2 separate regions of the Cyprinus carpio genome follow, and region 1 is linked to region 2. A link is a contact called in public Hi-C data. All regions are on one chromosome and are shown on one strand. Each heading gives the region's core, a stretch centred on a gene start, on an enhancer-like site or on the middle of the called end of the contact. The rest is flanking DNA. Distances are from core to core; before and after follow the strand shown.

What was found. Hi-C and Micro-C count contacts between places; a contact is called where the count stands out from the background.
Region 1: a contact with region 2 is called in a Hi-C map of skeletal muscle, with 2.3 times the contacts expected there. The contact joins the enhancer-like site here to the promoter of LOC109091772 in region 2. A contact is called at or near these places in 2 of 8 Hi-C or Micro-C datasets (liver and skeletal muscle).

The regions. Positions count from the first base shown.
Region 1 is chrA2:15,620,717-15,623,918 of ASM1834038v1, reverse strand. No RefSeq gene overlaps it. Among protein-coding and RNA genes, the nearest start is that of LOC109091229, 49 kb to the left of the region's middle. Within about 2 kb of position 1,383, at least 3 of the 8 cell types and tissues checked have an H3K27ac peak or open chromatin away from gene starts, as enhancers often do. A contact at or near this core is called in skeletal muscle, where this site is marked.
Region 2 is chrA2:15,567,669-15,570,652 of ASM1834038v1, reverse strand. It overlaps LOC109091772 (transcriptional regulator Myc-B-like), which reads right to left and starts at 1,551. Exons shown (of 5, transcript XM_042775168.1): 1 at 1,334-1,551; 2 at 414-1,077; 3 at 1-137. The coding sequence starts at 1,068.

The DNA.
Region 1 (3,202 bases), core at 134-2,633, 53 kb before region 2:
CTGGAATTTCAAAATCAGGGGTCTGTTACTGGATGGGACCAGCCTGGACATGTCTGTGGATCAGTGCTGGAAATGATGAGCGCAGCATTCTGACAGAGCGAGGCGTGACATGGGGGTGGGTGCTAATGTTAATCCTGCTATTGTCATTCTACGGCTGGCTGAATTTGCTCAGCAGAAATGTCACCTTAAATATGCATACGATTCCCTTCTTTTTTCCAAATGCTCACTGTTTATTGAGAGCTATGGGACTATTGTGAAGGGACTACTTCAAAAGAGTGTTGAGCAACTGATGTAAGAATATGGACTGTCTGATCTATCAACGGTTATCTATCTATCTATCATCCATCCATCAAAACAAGAATTTCAAGGTAAAAGCTAGTAATCTCTATATATCTATCATCCATCTATTCATCCCTCTTACTATACATACATTCATCTGTCTGTCTGTCTGCCTATGCACCCATACATCCACCTATATAAAAACAAGCATTTCAATGTAAAAGTTAATAATCTCTCTCTCTCTCTCTCTCTCTCTCTCTATATATATATATATATCCTCAATCCATCAATCTGCCAATGAATTTAAAGTCATTTGAATTCTACTGGTTTAAATTCCTTAAAAAAAGAAAGAAAAAAAAGTCATTTCAATGCAATTCTGAATGTTGCACATCCCTGGTATTCAGGCAACAATTTGACCTTGGCTACATCTCCACTGTCACGGCCAGTGTGAAGCAACAGTATCCTTCCCTGTCAAATTCAAGGCAAGTACAGCACAATCAAAATGGAACTTGGCCAAATGTTACGTCAAAGTATGAAAATGTGTGTTCATTAAGTTAGAATAAAAACATTATTTAATAAGCAAAACATTTACCAAATAGAAAAATCAACATAGACCACAACAATCAAAGCCATTCTCGTCTTTGTTTTACAACTTTCTTGGGGCAAAAAGCACTTTTGCCCCTTTCACTAAATAGGCTGTTTATAATTCAAAGCATACACTTTTCCTGGTCATATATCGTCTAGCTGTACTGTTGCTGTGTTTTCTTTTCACTGTAGGGTTATATAATGTGAGTGAGGGCCTCTGGGTTTGGCTGAGGTCCAGTCCCACACAGGCCTCTCTGTGCTGCTTTTTCCTGGATCCCTCCAGCTGCCTTTTCACCCCAGCAGCTGACTCCCTCACATGCCTCTCTGTTCCTAATGAGGTCTTTCTGGAAAAGAATTGTGCCGCTTTCTTGTTTTACTTCTTTCTTTTCCTCACACACTTTCTCTCGTTCTCTCTTTCCAACTGCCCCCAAGCCATTTGTTATCCTTGTTTTGGCTGCAGAACAGGGCAAGTCCAGCTGACACACACCTGCTTAGTGGCTGTGAACAGGACAGCTTTAGAAACAGCGAAACAAGGGCTTTCTAAGTGGGCCAAATCTATCCAAATAGAAACAGAGGACTTTTTGATGCATAAGGACACAGCAGCTTTTTATCAGCTGAGCTGCGTTTATCAGTCCAACTGCCATATGCCCCAGTAAAGAGTGTTTATCGGATTGCTGACAGCCTGTGTAGAAATTACAATTCAAAACTGAAATGTGTTAGCCTACTCAGTTTTGCAAATCCTTGATTCCTTTCTGTTCATCATGGCCTAAAACACTTAATGTAAAACCTAATCATGTGCAACGAATTGGCAAAGAACATTAATCTGGCTCAGTTCCAGATGTTAATAGGAAGCTACACCAATTTTATCCAGTGTTCTAATTAAAATGTGACTTGCACCAAGTGTTAAAATCTCTGAGGGAATCATTAGAATGGGGCTGAAATTAACCTAAAACCCGTCCTTCTATCCATCAACATAGCACACAACCAACTTTTTTTTTTTCCCACAAGGTACTGTATCACTGAAAATGACTGAGGTTCACTTTACTGATCTAAAGCTAAAATAGCTCACATCTCTGAAAACATCAAAGCAATTTTTCAAACAGGTGCTGTCTTTATAAATAAACCTCTGCTGCCATGAAAAATGCTACAAGTGGATTATATATATATATATATATTACATATATTATTATATAAAAACATCTGCTTAACAATAAATTGAGAGAAATCTACATTTATAGGTATTCAAAACAATACAAAAGCTCAAACACATCCCAAATGCTTTTATGTACGTACAAAAATGTCTGTACATTTAAGGACTTAAACACTGACATAAATTCATTATTTTACCTGTGTGTGGGAATTTTGAAAGGTATTTTTAGTTGTCCAGAGAGACTATTGATGGTGCATACATCAGAGAAGCATCAAACGCATTCATGCAGAAAATGCTCGGTGGCAGACTCGAGCAGTGCGGAGATATTACAAGTGACTTTGAAAAAGCTAATACTCCATATCACACTACAGTGGCACAGATACACTGACAGCCCGGCTATTTTAGGCAACACAAATAAAGAGCAGGTCAACTGCGGGTGTGTGGAGGGAACTGTCAGCTCGGAAAGACAATTGGGTTTGATGGAAGTGCTGGTCCCAGCTGGGTGTAGGAATACCGGGGAGATGGAGAAATAGGAAGAGATGGTGAGACTGGTAAGAGAAAAGAAAATGGAGATGGGGGAGAGATCAGGGACAGGATCAGCAGGAAACAGCTGAGGCAGAAGGTACGGTCATCCATCACATCCTGACTAACTGGTTCAGGTGCTCCACATCCTCCCAGACATGTTAGATAAATGATGGGCTCTCGGGCCGAAGGGGCTTAGAAACGGGAGTTTTAGGTCCCAGTGGATTCATACCACCTAGTGACCAGCCATTTTTTTGAATTTTCAGTTTTTTGGGGGCAACTGGGTAAATTTAAAGGGGGAACTATGTTGATGTGACAGCGCTGCTACTACATTTTTATTAAGCTGATCTGCACACAAATCTGAGGGCTAGAAGAAAAAACTGACCTTGAGAACACTGAACCAGTTTGCATGTTTAAAGCAGGGCTAATAAATCCTCCTTGCTGTTCTCATGGGGATGTAAGAGCCCATCTGACAAGTCATCTCCTTGTGTCCTAAAGACCCCTATAAGACTTTCCTGAAACACACAGCATAGGCTCTGATGGTTTACACCGGTATTGATCAGTTTTCATCTTCCTCAAAGAGACATTGTTGAATATAAACGACTCCATGACCTCTGTGTTTAACGCATCAGTATTCATTCAGCAAGCCTCAGGAGCAATTCACTC
Region 2 (2,984 bases), core at 302-2,801:
GTAATTGTGTTGGTGAATATTAACGTGACACCGCTTGAGGACAACGGGGCTTTGATGCGTTGCGTTTCCGTCAGGCTTTCTCACAGACCTTCTCTTTTCCACCGTGACAACATCGATTTCCTCCTCCTCTTCGTCATCTATATTGATTAAAAAACAAAAAAGGTAAGTTTCAGCTCTGCTTCTTCATAGTAGACAATTTGGCGTAGCATGGCGTGCAGTGGGCGTGTGCGACACTTTACGCAGTTGACGCTACAATCTAGGATTAACGCTTTAACCACCAGATCATTTTGTTAAAAAAAAATAAAAAATACACAGCAACAATTACAGCTTATAAACCGAACCTTATTTAAAAGTATAAGCTGACCAGTCAAACGAGTACATTAATCAGCATTAAAAAGCAGTCTGTTACTCACCGGAGTCACTGTCACTGCTGCTGCAGCTACTCCCACTGTTTGGTGGAGTATCCAGTGGCAGTGTTGTGGAAATCGGTGTGGATGACGGTTTACACGGTTTTGAGCTGTCAGTCAACGAAAAAGGAAACACTACTGACGGGTCAATGCACTGTGAGGCAGGGGTGCTCATGTCCTGAAGGTAGCTGACGTTAGGGCTGGACCGACAGCTTTCCACAGAGTCGCTCCTGGAAGACTCTTTCCTCGCCGCCTGCAGCGACGCTAATCTCTCCGACACCACCTTCTCCAGCTTAGCCGCGGCGGAGAAACCGCTCCACATACAGTCCTGAATGATAATCGACTTCAGAAAAGACTGGGAGTAGTCCGCGTCGCAAATAAAGCTGTGGTTGACCACGTCGTCCCCGAGAAACTCCGAAACCATTTCCAGCTGGTCGGCCGTGGAGGGGAAGGGGTCTGACAGCGAGGGACGCCGGCTCGGGGAGAGCGGCGGAGTGGGGAGCAGTTCAAATTTCTTCCATATATCCTCACTGGGCGCCGGTGGCTGTCCGTGCTGGTGGTTATAGAAATCCTCATCCTCGTTGTCGAAATAGAAATAGGGCTGGTAGGAGTCGTAGTCGTAATCATAATTTTTACTCGCCATACTTGAATTCAGCGGCATGGTGGATGCCTGTGAAGAATATATTATGGTTAAAATCATCTTAAGCCTGAACTGTGTAGCTGTCTTACAAACTCATCAACTTACTAAACGTGTTACGTATTAATACAGAACACAAGTCATGTAAACTTAAATCAAAATATCTAAATTCTAAGAATATATAGTCTTAATCTTATGGTCCAAATGGATAATGACCAATAGTTCGCCAAATATATAAATAGATAAAAACGTAAAGAATGAGAATAAATCTTAGTTTAGACAGACTTACCGTAGCCGTGGTGAAACTGAATGAAAACTGACAATATGGTCAGATGTCAGTTTGTGTGAACTATTAAGTGAATGTAAGTCCAAAGTGGGAGTGGGTCGCGCCGCTCAACCTGCTTACTTCTGCGACTGCGGCACCCGAGCGGCTGCTTGTCATTTACTGCAAGATTTCGAACAGCTGCTCCCGCGGGTTTTAATACTACGGATTGTTTTCCCCCTCCCTTACTCTAGATATTCATGCGCCGTTCCCGCCAAATGTGCACTGCGTAGAAAGATGAACAGAACACAAACGTTTCTTGTTAGTTATTCTAGTAACACACGTCAATGCACTGACAATGTATGCAGCAATGAAAAAAGATATGACGTTATTTAATGAAAACGAGTCACACATGGAACTACTTGCCATCGCGGACTTATTCCGGGCGGAGCTTCGATGCACATTGAGTTGTGCAGGAGGATGATTCCGAGAATCTGTGGCTTGTAGTAGCCTACACCTGAACCCAGCGCCTCACAGTTTACAAGTTCCCCTCACAGCTGTCTGTGTTGTGTGTCAAAGGGGCGATTTTATTTACAACCACAGATATGTAATTGTTAAATAAAAATAAATCCGCAGACGTCCTAATTATCCAAATTAATTATGTTTGATAATTACATTAAAGCACTACGACGATTATTTTCGAGAATGAGAATTATTCCATTTTATTGTACTGTACTGTTTATTGTTAATTAATGCAGTTACTGTCGTTATTTGCGTAATCATCACCATCACCATAAGCGTTATTATAAAATAAATGAAGATTAGAGTCAGTTTTGTTACTGATTATCGAAATAATTCTTATATAGTGTTTGATCTTGACCTGATGGATGAAAGAGCAAGCGTTCTTGATTTATTCTCTCAGAAGTGGTTAGTATTCCCTCTGGTGGCCATCTGTTATTTAATTTTTTATATTTTTATACAATCTATGACTTTAACTCAATTGAGTGATATTAATTCTTATCTCTCTGAGACAAACATTGAGTTTATATGCATTAATTAAGCTCTTAAATTGAGTATTATATTAAACAGGCTTCAATTTACTTTTAAGAGGATTTTTAACTGGTATTTATTTGTGTCCTGGGAACTATTTCTGATCTTTATGGGATTTAGAATTGTTGAATAAATTGATTTAATTATTGCACTTGTATAATCCTTAATAACCCTTAATTGTCTTGTGTTCAAAATATTTTATAATGTATTGTATAGACACAATAAATAAAATAACATACGTTTCAAAGCTTGGAGTCAGTAAGATTTTTTGTTTGTGATAGAAATCTCTTCTGCTCACCAAGGCTGAATGTATTTTCAAAAATACAGTAAAACAGTAATATTGTGAAGTATTACTACAATAAGGAAAACTTTCTATTTTAATATTTGACTTTTTTTAAAAAATGTAATTTATTTCTGTAATGGCATCATTACTCCAGTCTTTAGCGTGGTCTTTCACAAATCATTCCACTATGCTGAATTTGATGCTCAAGATTTATTTCTTATTATCAAACAGTTGTACTGATCTTCTGGGAACCAACAGATTTGCTTTACTACCAGACATTCAACTCGACCCATCTTAATTTGCAAAATGCCAAAGGCCAATGTTTAGTCATGAGAGAGGTTTCTT